Regions from separate parts of the Zea mays genome. Here regions 1 and 3 are each linked to region 2. Evidence: chromatin contacts called from public Hi-C data. All regions are on one chromosome and are shown on one strand. The core of a region is the stretch at or near the end of the contact, and the rest is flanking DNA. Distances in the headings are between cores, read along the strand shown.

Region 1 (4,093 bases), core at 1,400-3,899, 180 kb after region 2:
TCTTGGGAGTAGTTGTAAGGTCCTTTTGTGCCTTCGGCGTTGGCATTGGCACCTCAACTCTTGCTGAAGGACTTAAAACTTCCGATGTCTTTGTCTCTTCAGCCCTCGGTTCTCCCATTTTTTCTGTCTCCGGCATTGCAGTCGGCTTCTCAATATTCTGTAAATGAGTAGGCTCTTTGGCTTCAGTGGCCGAAGAGGTTTCATCGACAAACTCAAGCACTGTGGCCGGCTCAATATAGTGTGACTGGTGCGTAAGAACTTTTATCTTTTTTCTCTTCGGCGCTGGCTCACTAGGAGCGGCCGAAGCAACTTCCTTCGCAGAAGCCGTACCTTTTCTTTTCTGACCCCGTATTGGGTAACGGTAGTCAGGATAAACGAACCCAATAGCATCAAAAACTCGGTTGAGTCTTTTCTTCTTCCGGCCTCCGAAGGCCGTAGATAGTGCAGTATCTTCTGCCTTCGAGTATGGCCCAAGCAGTTCATCGCTTATAGCTTCAACGCATTTCAACCAATCGTCGTCTGGCTCGATAAATTGGTCTACGAACCTGAAGGTATATTTTAGTCGAACCAGGCCACCTTCGTGTGGGTTGTTGATGGTTTCCTTCGGCATTTCCCAGTTAGCTACCAATGGCCATATCCTGTAGGCCACGTGCTCTTGAACTAAGTCCCTAGTCCCGATGAAAGAGCAGACTATGCCGAAGGTCCTCTGGCACTCTTCGGCCGCTTCATCCATTTCCACCTTCGGTTTCCGGAGGCCGAAACGCTGCCAGATGGGGCGCATGATGATACCTTTAATATCTTCTCGTGCCTTCAAATCGTTTTTCACATAGAACCATTCCTTCATCCAGTCTCCGGGCCATCTCTTTCGAAAGGTTGGCACGGGACAGCTTGACCCAGATCGAGCACTGAAGCTATAGCAGCCAAAATTGTTATGATATTGTTGTTTACCCCAGGGTTTCGTCTCATATAATAGCTCATGCATATTGCAGAAACTTTTTGCATTTGGCTCTAAACCTTGGCTCTTCACGGCCCATACAAAGATTCCCATCCTTATGATTGCTTCAGGAGTAATTTGATGAAGGCAGATTCCAAATATCTTTAAAATTTCAACCACGAAACTGCTTAGAGGAAACCGAAGCCCAGCCTTGAAGAAGCTTCGGAAAATCACGACTTCATTTTCCTCGGGAGTAGGACAAGTTTTCTCTCCTTCGTCTGCCCTCACAATAGACAAATCCCGAAAATATCTACCTCGCATATTGGCAAGATGGCTTTGTTTAATGGTTGATTTTCCAAAAACTGCATGGCTTGGCCGCCAGGGTCGATCTTCCGAGTCTCCCCCCCACTTTCGGCATCATAACTATCACTATCACTAGTATCTTCAGATAAACCTTCCAAAATTTCCCTTGTAATCTTTTCTGTATTTGTCTTTGATATTGATTCAAGAAAGCCAAGATTCTTCTCCTCAAGAAGGCTCAGTTTTGTTTCAGCAACAACTTTCTTATCTTTAGACATCTTCGGAAGCACTAAAAACCGCTTTTAAAAGTCGAAGCTTAAAAAACTTACAAACCAAGCAAATCTTGTTGCACAGGAGCTAAAAACTGAGTAAGCAAGAGCAGATGGCAAAGAAAGCGTACCAAATGACATTGCGGTGTGCTCTTATTTATACATCTGGCGCATTGAGAACAGGAGGGCCCCGCTTGACATTGACTGTTGCTATTCTAGCAAGTGGAAGATGTTTTTTCGGACCTTCGGCTTAGGGCCTTCGTCCATATCGCAATCTGAATTTATTATCCTAACAAATTAATATTGCGAGGGACTACTGTTGGGGGCCTTCGGCTTCCGAAGGTCCTCAAAAACGCGATTTGACAATGTTTCTAGAGTATAATACATGGGCAGGTACCTTCGGATACGAACCCTTCGGACAAGTCAAAATTGCTGTATGAAGAAACAAAAGGGAACGAAGGATGGAACAGAGCCGAAGCTGTACGCAAGGGAGCTTCGGCATGATGACACGAAAAAGGAAACCGACTTAAAGAGGAAAAGACTATTCAGACCCCGACAGATAACTATAGAGTTATTATCAAAAGTAAAGGGCCTGGATGTAATTTTACATGGGCTGTGACCCGTGCCTATAAATAGGTGAACAGTACTTCACGCTGACTTGGCATTTGTTTTTGCATCACCCTTGTACTTTTACCTTCTTTCAAGTCAGAGGTGTATTTGTAACCCATCATCATTCTTATTCTTCTATAGCAATAAACTAAAAATGAGTTGATATTAATACGTAACTATTTATGTTATCTTTTATATTCCATGTAATTTCCTTTTCATTATGATATATAATGTTTATGAAGGTATATTCTTCATAACTTTCGTCCGAAAATCATTATATCCTAAGGGAAATAATGCTTTGGAGGACAAAGGACTTTAATATTTAACGTTTTCTGTATTATCTTATTCTTAACTTTTAGCATTTGAGAACAAGTCCCAACAGATAGTAATCCTTATATCAGTATTTGCCTCGAAACAACGCTACGACAATGTTGGACCAGACAATACGCTGCCGGACCAGACAAAAAGTAACAGGGTCCAGCTCTGCTGCAAGCCTTTCGACGGATCCAGTGCAGGCTGTGCAGTACAACTACAGCACCGGACCCGTTCTGGGTTTTACCCCTGCGCCACTGCCTTGTTCTTTCTTGCTCCGCTCCCCACGCGTACGCGCTCTCGTGGCGACGACTGGGTGATCGCCGCCGCCGCCGCCGCCACCACGCACCACCAGGCCTTCACCGGCGACAAACACCACCAACAGGTAAGCCCACGCCTCCTCTTCAGTTCCTGTTATACGAAACGGAGCATCCGAACCCTAACATCTATTTATATTCGGATCTGATCTAATCACAAGTGTGTACATGTGTTATGCCAACTAACTTCGATTACTCTTGCAAATTGTTGGTTGTACGTGTGTACACCTATCTCCTTTTACGGCGTCCGCGCCCTACTTGTTGATTTTAAATTGTGGGTTTGGAACAAGTATGTGGTCCGAATGGTTGCATTGTGATACCTTTAGCTACTTTGATGATTGAAGATGAAACTATGCCGCGAACTCAGTTCTTTGCTAGTATATTTAGAGAAGGGCATACTGTATTTATAGCAGGGTTCATATCTGCGTGTCATAATCAGCTTAATCAGGTCTTTTCTTCTGAATGTACTGCTTCCATGCAAGAAGCTCGGCTTATTTATCTTCTATATAACACAGACACAAGTGCTTCAGTCATTATAGTGCCAGTACCATTCTGCCAGCGAGTTCCTTTGCCACAAAAAGATAACACTCGGATATCTCATGGCAAAACCTGGGATTTTAGGCCGCAGGTATGTTCGATGCTTAGAGTTTATGTATTGCTCTTCTGTATAGCAACAAAAGAATACCTTTTAGGTGATCATTCACACAAATACGTATTCATCTCAATCTTCAGCAGTGCACAGAGATCAAATGAGGGCATGCGAATCATATTCTCAGCAGTTATTGGTGTTATGCTAGGGTACTTGTTTGGCATTTCCTTCCCTACCGTTAATATAACAAAGGTAAAACGGATCATTTCCTTCTCTTGTCTTCTTATGCAACATGCTCTGCATAGAGGAAAAAAATCTTTACGGCTGCCTTTTGCAGCTTCACTTCCCTTCCAGCATTATCTCCTATATCGAGGACAGAAACTCTGGCATCACAACCCAAACATTATTGAATCATGCATGGACGTCTGCAGCTACTCATAAGAAGAACAATTCAGCTTCTAACTCTGATGAAATTCCTAAGGTATCTTGCCTGGCTTAGTGACTTGTATTTTCAGTGGTTACTATGCACAGGCACTAGTTTTGCGAGTTATGTCCTGCTTTTGTTATTTTTTTGTGGTCAATGTCTTCTGGACCTGTAGTTTTACTTGTGTATTTCTTATGCACGGCGTGTGAATATGAAGTTCAAGAATTCACATGAAAGCTTTAATCCTAGGAATTCTGCCTACATTATCCTTGATTTGTTAGTGTGGTTCAATTTATACCCTTTATGAAGTATATGAAATAATGAACTGAAGGGGTGGTT
Region 2 (4,506 bases), core at 1,611-4,110:
TGGGCACCGTTTAAACTGTTCTATACATAGCATCTATCTGCTGCTAATTAAGAACTTTGTTAAGCTGATCTTATGACAGTGCAATTTCGTACGTGATATATCTCCTCTGATTCGGTTATGGCTGTTTCCATTACAGCTAACCAAAGGACAACACGTGGAAGTGGTGGAAGAGCATCAGATGAAGCTTCTCGTGGGAAAAATAAGTTCTTCTTGACGAAATGGTTTGGTTTTGGTTCAAAATAGTCTTTTTTCTCATTTCTATTAGTTTTATTAACAATTTAAATAATATGTCATGGATTTAAGAAGCATCATTATTTTAAGGAACAATTGGATCTATACCATTAAAAGATCCAAACTTTAGATATATACCATGGACCCCACATGTCATTGACTCATGTGGACCCACATGTAAGTGAGATAGTAATGGTATGGATCAAAGTGGTGATCTTTTAATGGTATGGATCCAAATTTCCCTTATTTTAAGGAAGTACCATGTGAAAAAAAACTTCTATAGATTCTGTTCATGTGAAAACCCGTTTGTGTTTGTAACTGTGTAAACTGGGCATTTGGTCAGATAATTTTACTTTTCCATGTTTACATGTGCTGGCCTATGTTATTGCAGCATTTCTATGTCCAAAGGTGGAAACTCTGGGAAAATCTAAAAGGCTTTCGATGAGAGCTACTAGCAGCATAACACAGATGCATATGGTTTCTTTGTTATAGATTCTGTGTCCCTAAACTGAAATCGTATCGACATGGAGAAAAAACAATTAGAATTAATAATCAGCATCCGGAAACAATTCTTTTTACTCTACTTGAATTGCCCATAAAACAGCAGTTTTTTCCCTGAACCCTATATCTATATGGTATCACTGGTGAAAATGCACATTGAGCGCCCCCCCCCCCCCCCCCCCCCAAACTATGTCAGTTTGTACAGCCAAACCTCAGTGCCTTATTGGGCTCCCTCCCAACTATTTCGATTCTAACTTGTTCAGATAAGCTTTTTATTCGAAGTTCTCTTCAATCTGATTCTGTTCGATCCTGATCCACGTTCACTAAAAGTACCGAATAAACACCTTCAGACTGATATATCTGTGAGATTTATATTGATTTGAGTGGATGAAGATGAGTAGATATGATGTGCAAATTGACTACCATTTCTTTCTGCGATTGTTTCTTTCATCTGTTAATAACATGCAGAGAAAATAAACTGATGAGGCGTTCTGAAATCTTATACTGGAATTCTGCGGGGTCCTCGTTCTTGAACGGAGCAAAATTAAAGGAATTAGGAGGAACATTTTTTTAAGAACTCAATAGTACTCCATGAGATGGGGGGAAGGGACCGGATCTTAGCTGGACTTTCCCAGGATAGATCAGCATGAATGCATGATTGGGAAAGGCATGGCACTGCGAATCCTGCCTGTCATGTTTCTGTATCAGGACCCGCCTGTTCCTAATCCCCAGGACTATCCTGTGCCCCTCCAGTCCGATCCTCCATGTGCACAACACACTCCCATAGTCCCATGGGAAGGAAGGAAAGGGAAAGGGAAAACGGCCCCAATCATTCATTTCGCATACACTTCCATCGCCCAATAATCCATCAGTTACATGATACGTATGAATTATTGGTTCATAACATATATGGTGAGGTGTCCAGTATAATGCAGGAACAGGAATCCTAGCTCACTCAAGCTTCCATGCGTACAGAAACAGGCAGAAATCAGAGTACTCATTGGTGGCGGACGGCAGCGGCTCGGGCTTGAAGATGAACAGCGCGTTCCTCACCCCCGTGCCAAAGATCCAGTCGTGCGCGTCCCAGTACACCTGCACCTTGAGCTGGTTGATGGAGATGCACTCGTTGCCCCTGAACTTCCACTGCAGGTGCCTGACGAGGACGTTGACGTAGCCGTCGATCTTGATGACCATGTCGACGTCGACGCCGCCGCCGCCGAGGTTGCTGCTGCTGCACTCGATGCTGATGTCGTGCAGCTTGCCCCTGTCGTGGAACCTGGCCTTGGTGAGGAACCGCTTCTTGCTAAAGACGTGCTCCTTCTTGCACACCAGTGCGGCGTCCCGCAGCGACGGCCGGGACCCGGTGCGCCGGAACGCCTCCTTCTTGAGGTTGCCGAGGAGGAGGACCACCTCCTCGTCCGACACCACGGCGACGTAGTAGTCGGACAGCGGCTCGGGCTCGTCGGAGTACCTCGCGCTCCTGAGGTCCCAGACCACGTCCACGGCCCTGCCGTCGACGTGGAACTGCTTGGCGCCGTACTTGCGCCAAAAGTGCCACGGCTGCATCTCCACCTTGCAGGCGGTGCTGCAGCCCTTGTTGGAGGACGAGGCCGCGCCACCGTCGGCGTCGCCCCACTCCCTGCCGCCGCCGCTCTTGTCCTTGCCGCCGCCCGCCGACCCTTCGATCGACACGGTCAGCCCGTGGGTGAGCAGGTTCCTGCACCACGTCACCGTCACCAGGCGGTCGTGGCCGGCGATTCCCGCGCGGTAGACCAGCGTCGCCGCGCTCTGCCCGGACCTGGTGGTGGCCGCAGCGGACGCCGGGACGTCCGGAAGCTTCTCGCCCGCCGAGAAACACGAAGGGACCGAGAACAAGTCCTGCATCATGTCGATGTGTTGTGGCTGGCTTTTGGTGGAACACAATGCAATCCTAGCTATCTAGTGTATCTATCTGGTCGATCGATCGACCAAGGGTATATATGATGCACCGGACCGGACCCTGAGAGTGAGATCGACACGACAGGCCGGGTGACTGAAGGAGGAAGAAGAAGATGGCTTTAGGGAGGGATAGGGACGACATGTAATAGGCCATGCAAAGTTATGGAGGTGGGCGAGAGGATGAGGCGAGGCGACCATGGGTTAGCAAACCGAGCTGGAAAGTGGGGAGGCCAAGTAAGTGAGCTGAGCTGTACAGCCCTCGTGGGTCGGAGGGAACAAACAGCCCTCGTCAGCCTCATGGGCGGGGTGTTGTTGGTGTTAAAAAACCGTAGGAACCTTCTCCGCTTGCGTCGCGTCGCGTCGAATAAATGCCCCATCTTTCGGGGACCAACCTTGTTTCCTTGCAGGCTGCAGCTGCCACGGTCCTTGCATAGACCGGTAACACTTAGTACAGGTTAAATTAGAGTCGATACTGATACAAACGTTACTATTACTACTGATTAAGGCCCTGTTTAGAACCTCTAAAATTAATAGTTACCTACTAAAAAAATTAGTCGTTGAGTTCTAAACATCCCCACCTAATATCGTATTTAATTATTAGCTATCTCAACAATTAATTCATTAGCTGACCTAACATATTTAGGGGGTGTTTGGTTAGATGGACTAAAGATTAGTCTCTAGTTTTTAGTCTCATTTAGTCCTTTTTTTTACCAAGCACTAGGACTAAAATATGAACTAAAATGATTTAGTCTCTAGTCTTTCATCTAGGTGCTAAAAGAGACTAAAGGCCCATAATTATCCTGTTGCCCAAACCTATCCCTAGCCTCTCTCGCACAGTTGCACGCAGTCTTCTAGTGTTCCAAGGGCATTTGAGTCTTTGGACAGCTACTATTATGACTTTAGAATATGTTTAGTCACTACAACCAAACAGATAGGGACTAAAGTTTAGTCCTAGGACTAATTGAAACCAAGCAGGGTCTTAATAATTTATTACTTAGCTAACTATTAGCTCTAGGGTTCTAAACAGTACTAAGCCGACTGATATTAATATTTTATTACGACTTATTTCCCTGACGTCACAAACAGATAGAAGGTCCGTTCACAGTGATTTTTAGATAAGGTGCTATCACTTTTTAAGACATTTGTAAGGAAAATGGACCCCGGGCCTTTTGGCTAATTGAGTTTTGGTGTTTGATGAACAACACAATCCGTGAACTAATAAGGTTTCTAGTGTTTGTGTTTGTAGTTCACAGGATGCGAAGAGGATTGGACCAAGGCAATGAGGATGCAACACCTCAAATGAAGACATAAAAAGATGCATAGAAGTCCAAGACTCAAGAACAAAAGAAGCCCATAGAAATCAGCAAAGAAACCTGAGAAGAGGGCTGTCAGCCAGCGCCTGGTGGCGCACCGGACAGTGCACAGTACCTGTCCGGTGTGCACCGGACTGTCCGGTGGGACAACCGGACGGTCTGCGCAGAGAGGCCGCAGGTAGGCGCTCTCAGGCTGTAGCACCGGACTGTCCGGTGTGCACCGGACTGTCCGGTGTGCCAACGGGCAGACGGCAACGGTCGAATCCAACGGTCGGATCCAACGGTCGACTGCTACAGACGCCAACGGTCGGCTGACATAGGCGCACCGGACATCTACTGTTCAGTGTCCGGTGGTGCACCGGACTGTCCGGTGCACCCGACGACAGAAAGCTACTGCTTTCTGTCCAACGGCTAGTTGGGGGTGTGGAGGCTATAAATACCACCCCAACCGGCCATTCTCAAGGGTGAGAGCCCAAGCAACATACCAAGGCATATATTGCACATTTCCAAGAGCTCAAACACC
Region 3 (4,569 bases), core at 356-2,855, 200 kb before region 2:
TCAGAAAATTTCATTATGCACATAATCTAGAATAACTATATCATGATATACATTACATGTCATGATCTTTCAAACCCAAGTACGGTAAATGAAGAGCTAAACATCTGCTGTCAGAAAATCTAATCTAATTAACAGAAGAGTGCAGAACAGCACTGCCACAGATTTGGGAGGATCATTCCTTTAGAATAAATGAGGAATCAATATGATTGAGAAAAAGATAGCAATGAAATTTGCCTGATACTTTAAGAGTTGCTGTTGCCAGCTATGAGCCTTCCATTGATCAACACCCTTTGCACCATGATAATGCTCCACCTCAAAATCAGTGTAGCTCTTAATAACCTCGCATTGCTGTTACAGAAAATATCAGCACAAACTTGTTTCATTTCAGTTAGAATCATCAGCTTTTGGTAGAAACCACCTGTGTGACGAGTTGAACAGTTGGTGCAAGGAATATGATGAGCTTTCGATCATTGTTTGCTTTGTTGATCTTCCCAAAATGCTTGATGAGCATGACAGCAATCATTGTCTTCCCAGCTCCCGTGTCAAGCATCGCAATTGTGTTGTGCCTCGTAGCAACCTCATAGACATCAAGCTGGTACCTGATCAATTCGACATCACAAAGCACAACCATCATATGATGCTCTGTAGTATGTACCCCTGAATGTATAACAATTCCTAGGACAAATGTACAGAACCTTCTGGGAGAGAAATCCTGGCATTCCCTCTTCTGCCGTTTATACTTGTCTGTTTCGCCTTCTGGAGGCGATGTTTTGCATGGCCTCTTCAAAGTATTCGTGTCTCCTGCCAATGCAACAATGCTTTGTCAAGCGAGATCAACAGAAATCCATCATCAGTACTCCCCAAAACCAAATGCATAAGGTGATAAGGGTTGATAACCCACAAAGTACACAGGGTAAAGGGAGGGTATGTCTCATGATAATGCAACAACGATTTACAAGTGAGATCAACAGAAACACATCACTAGTAGTCCGAAAATCAAAAGCATATACAGGTAAAGGAGGGAATAAAAAAATTACATTACGAATGGCATAGCTAATTTTCCTGCGCTTTAGCTCCCAAACCCTCCCAAAACCATCAACCCAAGGCACGAACCCCCGTAATCCCCGATCCAAGTACCACCATATCCGGAACCGTTGGTCAAAACCTCCAGTTCACCCGCATTAGCGCGATCGAAGCAGTATCAACTGGAATCGAGCATGCATTACAATGGCCCCAGCCTCATCACGCCCTAATCTCCATGGCCCAATCGACGGGACACCAGGGATTACAACAGACACAAAACCCAGAAGAAAAAAAACCGCCTAAAAAAGCTGGTGGGTACCATCGCCGGCAGTGGATGCATCCATCGCGGAATCGGCTGCCACGCGTCGTCTGCTCCGCCTCCGGCAAGGCGGGGCGCCGCCGGCCGAGGGTGGTGGAGGACGGCGGTTGGGCGGTGTTGGCGGCAGGGGAGGTCGAAAGTCGAGCGGGGAAGTCCGAAACGTAGTTGCTAGCGCGGCAGGGAGAGTGGAGGCGGCTTGAGCGGCGAAGAAACCGCCGGGAACACCCAGAGGAGAGGAGAAGGCAGGGGCGAGAGCAAGCTGTCGTTGGCTGACGTAGAGATGACGATCGGGGAATTTATAAATCCCGCGGAACAATTAAACCTACGTATGACGATATTTTCATATACTAGTTAATATTAAAAATAAATAATTATTTTATGAAAAATCAGTTATTATATAAATGTAGTACAAATAATGATTTTTTACATCTAACAATATATATAAATCAGGAAAATTGTTATTAAATGGAAGTATAATATTGTTATTATTATTTAAATAATAATATCAATATTTTGTGAAAATTTAGAGTATCTTGAAGAGTCTTGCAAAATTTCACTCCATAAATTATTATTTAAATAGTAATTTGCATAAAATACTTTTATTTTTATATCTTACTAGTTGAGTGCCTGTGCGTTGCAACGGAAATATATAATACCAGTATAATACGATAACTTATATACAAAATGTGTGTTATATTGTTATGAGAAAATGTTTCATAATCAATTTGTGATCATAGCCATACATAAATTTTGTTATTTTAATCTAATTATTTCACCACTACAATGCAACCATCAGTATCATACAGACTTCGATATATGTCACGATTTGTATGGTCTCAGCATTGGAGAGCACGTTCCACACATGCCGGAAGAAATTTCCTCGTACATCGTTAGTCATCAGACACGCACCACCATACGTTCTTGTTTAAACAAAAAGGTAAGTGTGTATGTTTGCGAAGAGAATTAAAGGCAAGCCGGCACAAAAGCTACCCTGACGATGGCGAGGATGACGAACTGGTCACTGTTGTCGATCCTCCTCTGTGTCACCTCCGGCGCCAAGATGACGCCACAATCCTCGATATAGTAGTCGTCGAACGCGCGCGACATGGCGAGTACCGATGTCTCTTGGTTGGGCTGCCAAATGAAGTGCACCACGGGCTCATCAGCGAGGTAGTACCCCTGGCCGTTGCATCACCGGATGCGCTACTCCACTACATACATCATATTCGAGGACACTCACACAACGTCATTAACGTCCATCGTCCCAGCGCACAAGAATTCATGTCCGGTCAGTAGCGACTTACGTGGCAGGTTGAGCTTCAGGTGGACGATGAGTTGGACGGCGTGATGACGTCGTCGTCGGATGCGGTGTCCAGAACAACCCGAGAGTTGTCGACGTTGGCGACAACCATGAGCCCCCCTGTTTAACGATGGACAGCGCGGTGCAGCTGCTCTAGACCGCGTCCAAGCGGCGGCTTCGCGTGAGCTTGTCGTACACAGCTGCGCATGCGACCACGTAGGACTGCTTTTAAAAGTCGAACTGACAGTCGCCAAACTTCTTCTCGTCATCGATGAGCGACGCCAACATGAGTGCCTCCTGCTCATGGTGTTTGTTCGGGGTTTCAAGTAAGAAACATGGATTCATGTTTGGCGTTGGTTTATGAAAATGACTCACGAGTATGATCCATGGACAAAATATTACGAAGAAAAAATGTCACGCATGCAAAAAAAGAGAATTTAAGTATAATACATTATTCAAACAAAAGAAATTGCATGCAAAGCTCTTCTTTAAATAATATTACCTCCATCCAAAAATATAATTCAAGAATCTCGGTGATACTTATCTACTAGTACGCATTGTGCAAGGGTAGCAAGTGAGCTTGGTGAAGAATGTAGTAGATGTGTTTACTGTCATAGATGTAGACATAAACACACATATGGTGTAGCAGTAGCTACTCTTGGCCTTTGCTTGAGAGGTCACGGGTTCAAATCCCCTTGAGGACATGTGTGTTTTTTGAATTTTAGCTAGGCATGAGCTGTACGGGTGAATGTGAATGAGAATGAGTTTTGCGGGAAGGGGGAATGAGAAAGACAAAATAAAGAATGAGAATGACAGAACATGGGAATGGAAAACGTAGAACAAGAAATGGGAATGGTGGCAGAACGAGAATGGCAGAACAGGAATGGTGGCAGAACACGGAAATGGTAGACTACTCTTGCAGCCTTAATAAGTAGTAAAGATTTGCATTTTAGAATGACATTCACGTTTTTTTATTTAACTAGCGATAAATCCGGTGTAAGGAAAATGACCCCGACCCATTTAGCTCAATAGGTTTTAGTGTTTGATGATCAACATAACCTGTGGACTAATGTATTTCCCAAGTATTTGTGTGTTGTAGTTCACATGATGCGAAGTGGATTGGACTGAGGCTCTGAGGATGCAACACCTCAAAGAAGACATTATAAGACTCATAGAAGACATTACAAATTAATATTGAAGACACTTTATATATGCTACGAGTCCAACACATCAAGAAGTAGAAGTGAGATACAAAGCTACAAAACAAAAGTGAAGTTGATAAAGTTGAGAGGAAGGGCTGACTGAATTGGAAGTGTTTCACAACATCAAATCTATTCAAACTGACATGGCTTCAACTCTGAGATGTAGACATTTTTATAAGCTTTCCAAAAAGTCCAAGATCATCAAAATCAAAGTTCGGAGCTAAACGTTATGCCCACAATACGAAGTCGGAATTGCTGAAAAACTGCAGTAGCATATAGGATGTCCGGTGCACACTGGCCTGCCCGGTGTGCCAAATTTGCTCAAACTGACATGGATTCAACTCTGGGATGTAGAAAATTTCATAAGCTTTCCAAAAAGTACAAGATCATCAAAATCGGAGTTCGGAGCTAAAAGTTATGGCCAAAATACGACAAGCGGACATGGGTTATCTGGTGCACACCGGACCATCCGGTGCGCCATCTTTGGAAGCTCCAACGGCTACTTTTAACGGCTAGTACACGTGGCGTGTCCGTGAGAGCACCTAGAGGGGGGTGAATAGGTGATCCTGTAAAACTTAAAACTTAAGCCACAAAACTTGGTTAAGTGTTAGCACAATAATCACCAAGTGGCTAGAGAGGAGTCTCAACAAAACACAATAACCACAAAGATATCAATCACAGAGATGGCACGGTGGTTATCCCGTGGTTCGGCCAAGACCAACGCT

Evidence for each region. Hi-C and Micro-C count contacts between places; a contact is called where the count stands out from the background.
Region 1: a contact with region 2 is called in a Hi-C map of leaf, with 8 times the contacts expected there. The contact joins the promoter of LOC100284062 here to the promoter of LOC100193554 in region 2. A contact is called at or near these places in 4 of 25 Hi-C or Micro-C datasets (endosperm, leaf and tassel).
Region 3: a Hi-C map of leaf shows a contact between it and region 2, with 7 times the contacts expected there. The contact joins the promoter of LOC100279204 here to the promoter of LOC100193554 in region 2. A contact is called at or near these places in 2 of 25 Hi-C or Micro-C datasets (leaf and tassel).

What each region holds. Positions count from the first base shown.
Region 1 is chr3:168,712,432-168,716,524 of Zm-B73-REFERENCE-NAM-5.0, reverse strand. LOC100284062 reads left to right here and starts at 2,649. Exons shown (of 15, transcript NM_001156960.1): 1 at 2,649-2,809; 2 at 3,257-3,369; 3 at 3,474-3,582; 4 at 3,668-3,811. The coding sequence starts at 3,341.
Region 2 is chr3:168,891,953-168,896,458 of Zm-B73-REFERENCE-NAM-5.0, reverse strand. LOC100193554 reads right to left here and starts at 2,860. Exons shown (of 1, transcript NM_001138665.1): 1 at 1,541-2,860. The coding sequence starts at 2,619. The coding sequence ends at 1,684. It also overlaps the pseudogene LOC103650864.
Region 3 is chr3:169,087,109-169,091,677 of Zm-B73-REFERENCE-NAM-5.0, reverse strand. LOC100279204 (dicer-like 104) reads right to left here and starts at 1,605. Exons shown (of 26, transcript NM_001348296.1): 1 at 1,343-1,605; 2 at 696-801; 3 at 419-599; 4 at 235-348. The coding sequence starts at 1,367.